Linked DNA regions of Cricetulus griseus: region 2 is linked to region 1. A link is a contact called in public Hi-C data. All regions are on one chromosome and are shown on one strand. The core of a region is the stretch at or near the end of the contact, and the rest is flanking DNA. Distances in the headings are between cores, read along the strand shown.

Region 1 (3,184 bases), core at 32-2,531:
CGAAACGTCACCGGCGGGTCCCGGAGAGAAGGGACAGATCCTGGCGGCGGGACGGGAACCCGGCTGCCCCCGCCCTCCGTCGCCGGGGGGCGGGGAGGGGGACAGGGCGGGGAAGGAAGGGGCAAGGGGAGAGGCGGGTCAAGGGCAGGCCCGGGGCCCGGTGAGCAAGGCCCCGGCGCTCCGGCCACGCGGGCGCCGCCGCTGCCACCGCGGAGATGCGCCCAGGCCGGAGCACCCGCCTGCCTGTCCCTTGTCGCAGACAGCGCGAGCCCTGGCCCACCCGGGGCTCTCAGCTCCACCTCCCCCACCGAGATACCCCTCCACCTCCCAGATCCCCTTTGTTGCCGGGAGCTAAGTCCCCAAAGGTGCTAGGCACTGGAGCCCCTACGCTCGGAGCACGCCTGCAGGACCCCCGGCCGCCCAGGGGCAGCAGAGGCCGAAGGGGAGGCAGGCACGCCTGGGGTCCCCGGTTTACATCCCCTGGGGTCCCCCACTCTCCAGTGCACTACACCCTCCCCCACCCCCTTCTCCATCCGGGGCGTGACCCCTTCCTACGCCCGAGAAAGAGGAAGCTTCGAGTTGCAGGGGAGGGGAGAGTGGGGGTAGGGAAAAGTGCAGGAAAAGAAGGGGGGGCGCGAAAAGTTTTGGAGTGTTAGATGTGGTTCGCAAAGAGGGACTCCCCACTGTCCCGCGCGCCTGCCCAGACCCCCAGGTCCTCCCAACGTCCGCAGGGAAGCACCCCAAGTCTAACAATAAGCACACGCTGGAGGGACAGCTACGAGGCCCACGATGCTCAGCCTCGCGCTCTCGCAGCCACCGCTCCCGGGAGCCCGCCTCCCACCTGGGCTAGGGACGTTGCGGAGGGAGGGTATTACCGGAGGGCCGCCGCCGCCGCCGCGTCCTGGTGCTGGTGGCTGCTGCAGCAGCCCGGCTCTGCTGGAGGGTCCTTGTGGCGTGCTGTAGAGGAGGCTGCCGGCGGTCGGCTCCGCGCCGGGGACACTGGGGAGAAGGGGGCCGGCGGCCAGGGTGCTGCTTTGGAGGGAGGTGGCACAGGACGTGGTGGAAGGGTTCGTAGTGAGGATCTGGATGTACGTGCCCGGGGCGGCGGCGGCGGCGAAGCCGGGGCTGGCTAGCAGTGCCCTTTTGTCCATGGAGGCTGCAGCGGCGGCGGCGACGACAGCAGCCCCCTCCCCACCCCCGGCGGTCACCAGGTACTGCTCCAGGGCGGGCTGGATCCCCTTTCTCATCTCTCGCTCCTGCTCTTTTTTAGTGTTACGATATATTAACGTATTGCTTTCAATTTCTTTATTATTTGCAGTCGGAGTTTCCAAGTCTCTCCTTCTCGCCTCCCCTCCCGGCGCTTCCGAACCCTCTCTCTCTCTTTTCTTTTTATTTTTCCGCACCGCACAGGCCCCAGGGCCAAAAATAATCGGGGGTCTGGAGAGAGGAGGGTCCCGGCCGCACGGATATCAGGCCCCGAGGGGAGATGGAGGCGTCGGGGGCGGCCGATGCAACGGATTGCGAGGCGGCGGCGGCAGCCCGGGTGCTGCGGCCGGCAGCTGAAAAATGGCTCCAGGAAGCTGCTGCTGACAATGAATGAAGGGATACGGTTTACGCGCCAAGGTCCTCCCGCGAAACTCAGATTTCCCGCCGGCTTTTCAAACCATATTTGCATATCTCCGCCCCTCAACCCGCCGAGGACTGTTCCCACAGTCCATTGGATCCCTGTCGCCTTACTTCAATACCAATCCTGGAGCGAGGTCGCCACTGGCTGGTTTCCATTGGCTACCATACATCATGGTTACCGGGGTGACCCGGGCTCTATTTGCATAGCCCAGCCTGATTGGCTGGAGGCAGAGCAGGCTTCTTAGGAGGTGGGGCAAAATCCTACTCTCCCACGGAAAGCCACGCCTACCCCAGGCCCCTCCTTCGTTCCCTCCCGAGGGGTTGGCTCTGATGACCTGGGCAGGGACTCTGCTTCGCAGACGCAGTGTCGATCTAATCTTGAGCGCAAGTTTCGTTTTTGGAGATTGTCAAGGTGACACCCTCGGGGACTCCGTTTCCTTTTACAGTGAGTGTAATAAATGAAGAACTGCTAGAGGTTCTAACAAATACGTGTCAAAGGCAAGTTGGCCCCGGCCTGGCAGGTGGAAAACTGAGCCCTTTAAATCCTGGGTTTCTTCCTTCCTGAAATCCAACCAATGGCGCGAGAGCGGATCCGGAGGCCAAGGCTGATAGACAGAAGCATGTGGGCAGACAGAACAGTGGGGGTAGAAGGTTCAGCTGACGCGACTGCAGGCACACTTTAGTTCATATTCCAAACCATTCCTGGTAGCTTCATGATTAGCCCGAATTGGGTTTAAGTAAAAAATTAACTCTTTTTGTACAGTGAATGCATGCTAGAAGTATAGGTTTGAGTCTAACAGACACCCTATCTGGCCCAGAAACACCCAGGGGAGTTAATCAGGGCTAACCTAGAACTGATCCCTGGGTTTCTAATCCGCCATGCAGTAATCCGAAGAAGAACAGGCTTTTAAAGTGACGTGGGACTGACAGAGAAAGCTGCCTGCCAGCTCTTTATATCTTCAGACTCCAGGAAGTTCTCTAGCTAACAGCAAACACTACAACTCAAACCTAACCCAACATATTTTAAAAGAGAGGGAAAATGTATGTGTATATATGTATGTATGTATGTATGTATGTATATGTGTGTGTGTGTGTATCAGGAAATGTTATAAGGAAAAATGAAATGGCTGTCGAACTGGATTCTGTATTGAAGCAAATACTCATGGATCTTTAAAATGAAGATTGTGGGGCTGGAGAGGTGGTTCAGTTAGTAAAATGCTCACCTGCACATAAGCAAGAGGACCTAAGTTTGATCCCTAAGACTCACATTAAAAAGCTAAGTATGACAGCGTGTATCATTAGTCCCACAGCTGGGAGATAGAGACAGGAAGCTACTTTGGCCTTGCTGGTCAGCCTGTGAAGCCAATTGGTAAATCCAAGATTCAGTGTGCTTCCCTGTTCTGGAAAGTAAGGCAGAGAGCTATGGAGGAAGACATTTGAGGTTGACCTCTGGCCTTCAAAAGCACATGCATACACAGGTGTGTGCTCTCACATGTATCACACACAAACACACACACACACACACACACACACACACACACACTGAAGAGTGCTTAAG
Region 2 (3,252 bases), core at 131-2,630, 110 kb after region 1:
TGTTGGCATCTCAGGCAGTTTCTGCTTTCTTCTCCACTCTACCCTCCTCCTCAGTGTGAGTCATTTATTTATTTACCTATCTACTTATTTGTTGTAAGAACTAAGCTTTTTAGATAACATGTTATAGGAATATTACTAGAATTGCCAGTGTCTGAACCTGCGTCCTCAGCAAGCCAGGGAAAGCAATCTATCCCCACTAGGCCAATTAACCAGATGAGCAATACTGAAAAGCAAAGAGGTTTATTCTGTGTGGCCACATTTCAAAGAAGGACAAATAAAAGGTCCAGTGACCTTCCACTCACCATCCACTCAAGTCCATCTTCTGGACCTTGGCAAGCAGTTTAAGGAGGGGTATGCATAACAAAGTGGTCCAGATCAAGTGTAGTCAAGGAGTAGTCCTTCCCACCACTGACTAACCTGTCATCCTCCTGTTAGCTCTGGTTATTCCCAGCACTGACCCATCATCCTCATCTAGACTCTGGTCCTTCCCACCACTGACCAGTCATCCTTGTCTTGGCTCTGGTGTCTACTGTGAGAGATGGTCTGATAAGTTATCAGAACAGGCTGGGTGTTGGTGGCGCACACCTTTAATCCCAGCACTTGGGAGGCAGAGGCAGGCAGATCTCTGTGAGTTCGAGGCCAGCCTGGTCTACAGAGTGAGAGCCTTCCAAAGCTACACAGAGAAACCCAATCTCAAAAAACCAAAAAAAAAAAAAAAAAAAAAGTTATCAGAACTATGTGAAAGCTCTTCCCTCTACTGGGCACCAGACTTCAGCAAGTACCTTTCCCACTGTGAAACTACTCCACAAGCCAATCCCATTGGCTCTATTTTCAAAATACAATTCCAATCTAGCTACTTCTCAAGATCTTTGAAACTACCCTACCCCTGGTGGCAGTGGTAGATCACTTGCTAGGAATGCTTAGGGCCCTTGGGTTCAATGTGGAACACATTAAAAATAAAGCAAAATAAATAAGTACCCAAACCCTCCTTTCTGTGCTTAAGTTCCGCAAGAAAGATAATTTTATTTTGGATGTGGAAAGGAGTGTCAGAATCATTGATAAATTTACACCACGGACCATTTGTCCCCTGGAAGGTTCCTTTCTTTTTACCCTTTAAGTCTCAGCTCAAAATCTATCTTCTATGAAACCTTTACCAACTTCCCCAACTGAATTAATTTAACATACAGTTATTAAACATTTTTGATTTTTGGTTTATCTGAATACATTTTGTTGAAAGATCAAAATGACCAAGACCAGATACTTGAAGAGAATGTCACCTGAACTGTGGTTTTGGAGGAAGGAAGTTTGGGTCACGGACCTACATTTTTTGGTTTCTGGTGATGGCCTCATGCTGTTACACAACACGCAGAGAAACAAGAGGAAGGAAGTGTATGCAAAGAGGAAACAGCCACAAGGAGTTGGGTTGGGAGGCACTGAGCTCGCTCTATGACTATCCACTCTCAGCACCTGTGGGGATCAATGGTGACACTTCTGTTGCCCAAATCCCCCTCAAAGGTCCCCAAACATGAGTTTGGGCAGGGACAAATTGCATCCAAGTCATGGCGGAGCTTGTATTTCAAAGAAGAACTTTGATTTATCCTGAACTGAGCATGTGTTGTCTGTGGTTTGCAATTACCACAGTCTCTCATAGCTTTTTAATTATGTGTGTGCATGGGCATGGGTATGGGCATGGGTATGGGCAGATGACCATGGAGGTCAGAGGCATCAGGTCCCCTAGGGCTGAACCTGAGTGAGCTGCCAGACTTGAGTGTTAGGCTTCGAACTTGGTTCCTCTGCAACAGTAGTAAATACTTTCCATCTCTTCCACCCAACACATTCATTGTCTGTCCCACACACTGCTTTTTCCACACTCATTATCTTAATAGAATCATTCGTGCATTTTTTCCTTTTCTAGTCAGTCCCATTGGATCTATTTTTGAAACATAATATATAACCCAGATTCATCTCTCAAGATCTCTGAAAATACCTCTACCTTCTTCCCACATATACTATGGTATCTACTAACTCCTTGCTCCTTGGCCTGTGTACAACAGCCAATGGGCTTCTCCTAAAATATGAGTCAGCTCACATTACTCTTCTGCCCAAAACTGTGCAGGGCAGGCTGGGGATCAAGCTCAGTAGCAGGGGTCCTGCCTAGAGTAACCCAAGCCTTGGGTTCAATCTCCAGCATGGTAATAAAGCAAAAGCAGCTGCCCATCCTCCAGGGATCATCTATACACAGAGAAATTGAGCTACTGGCCTTAGAACCTGGCTGGTCCTTCACACACCCACCCTACTTGGAATTACTAGTTTCTACACATCCCACACATTCTCCACCTTGCGATCTTAACATTTTGATATCTCTGGTGGAAACCACTCCCACAATGAACCCATATTTACATGCCTCCTTAACCTCCTGTGGTGGTTTGAAAGAAGATGGCCCTCAGAGGGAGTGGCACTATTAGGAGGTGTGGCCTTGTTGGAGGAAGTGTGTCACTGTAGGGTTGTGCTTTGAAGTCTCCTATGCTTAAGCTATGCCCAGTGCCACAGAGTCCTTATGCTGCCTGTGGATTAAGTTGTAGACCTCTCAGCTCCTTCTCTAGCACCACATCTGCCTGCACACTGAGCCATGATGATAATGGACTAAACCTCTGAAACCATAAGCTAGCCCAAGTCAAATGTTTTCCTTTATAAGAGTTGTGGTGGTCATGGTGTCTCTTCACAGCAATAGAAATCCTAACACATCCCTTCCTTTAAGTCCTTGGCCCCAATCCCACTTCTAGTAAGGTCTTTGTTGTAATGTGGATCTGTTGAAATGTCCCACAAAGGTCATGTGTTTAAGGCTTTTCCTCACCCCATGGATTTTCGGAATGGGACAGAAACCATAAAAAGTGAACCTAGTATGAGACTTTAGGTCATTCTGTGAATGCCATTGTGAGACACAGGTCCTTATCATACCTGCTCTTAGCAGATTCCTCTACCATGTTGTTTTCCATGTTTCCTAGTTGCTGTAGGCCAAAAACAATGAAACCAACTAAGCATGGACTGAAAACTCCAAAACCATGGGCCAAGGTTAGCCTTTTAGCTTTATAAGTTGGTTAACTGGGGTACTTGGTAACTGTAATGGAAAGTGACTACCTTTCCTGGCCCACCCTATTAAAAAGCACATATTTCTCTACTCTCCATTTCCCTCAGTTTATTTATTTTTCTTTACAACAATTATCAACTTATAAGTATTCAGAGTTTATTATG

The links. Hi-C and Micro-C count contacts between places; a contact is called where the count stands out from the background.
Region 2: a contact with region 1 is called in a Hi-C map of liver, with 2.2 times the contacts expected there. The contact joins the enhancer-like site here to the promoter of E2f3 in region 1. A contact is called at or near these places in 2 of 8 Hi-C or Micro-C datasets (the CHO-K1 cell line and liver).

Annotation. Positions count from the first base shown.
Region 1 is chr3:250,702,392-250,705,575 of CriGri-PICRH-1.0, forward strand. E2f3 (transcription factor E2F3) reads right to left here and starts at 1,282. Exons shown (of 7, transcript XM_027409312.2): 1 at 876-1,282. The coding sequence starts at 1,247.
Region 2 is chr3:250,811,376-250,814,627 of CriGri-PICRH-1.0, forward strand. No RefSeq gene overlaps it. Among named protein-coding and RNA genes, the nearest start is that of Mboat1, 48 kb to the right of the region's middle. Within about 2 kb of position 1,381, at least 2 of the 6 cell types and tissues checked have open chromatin away from gene starts, as enhancers often do.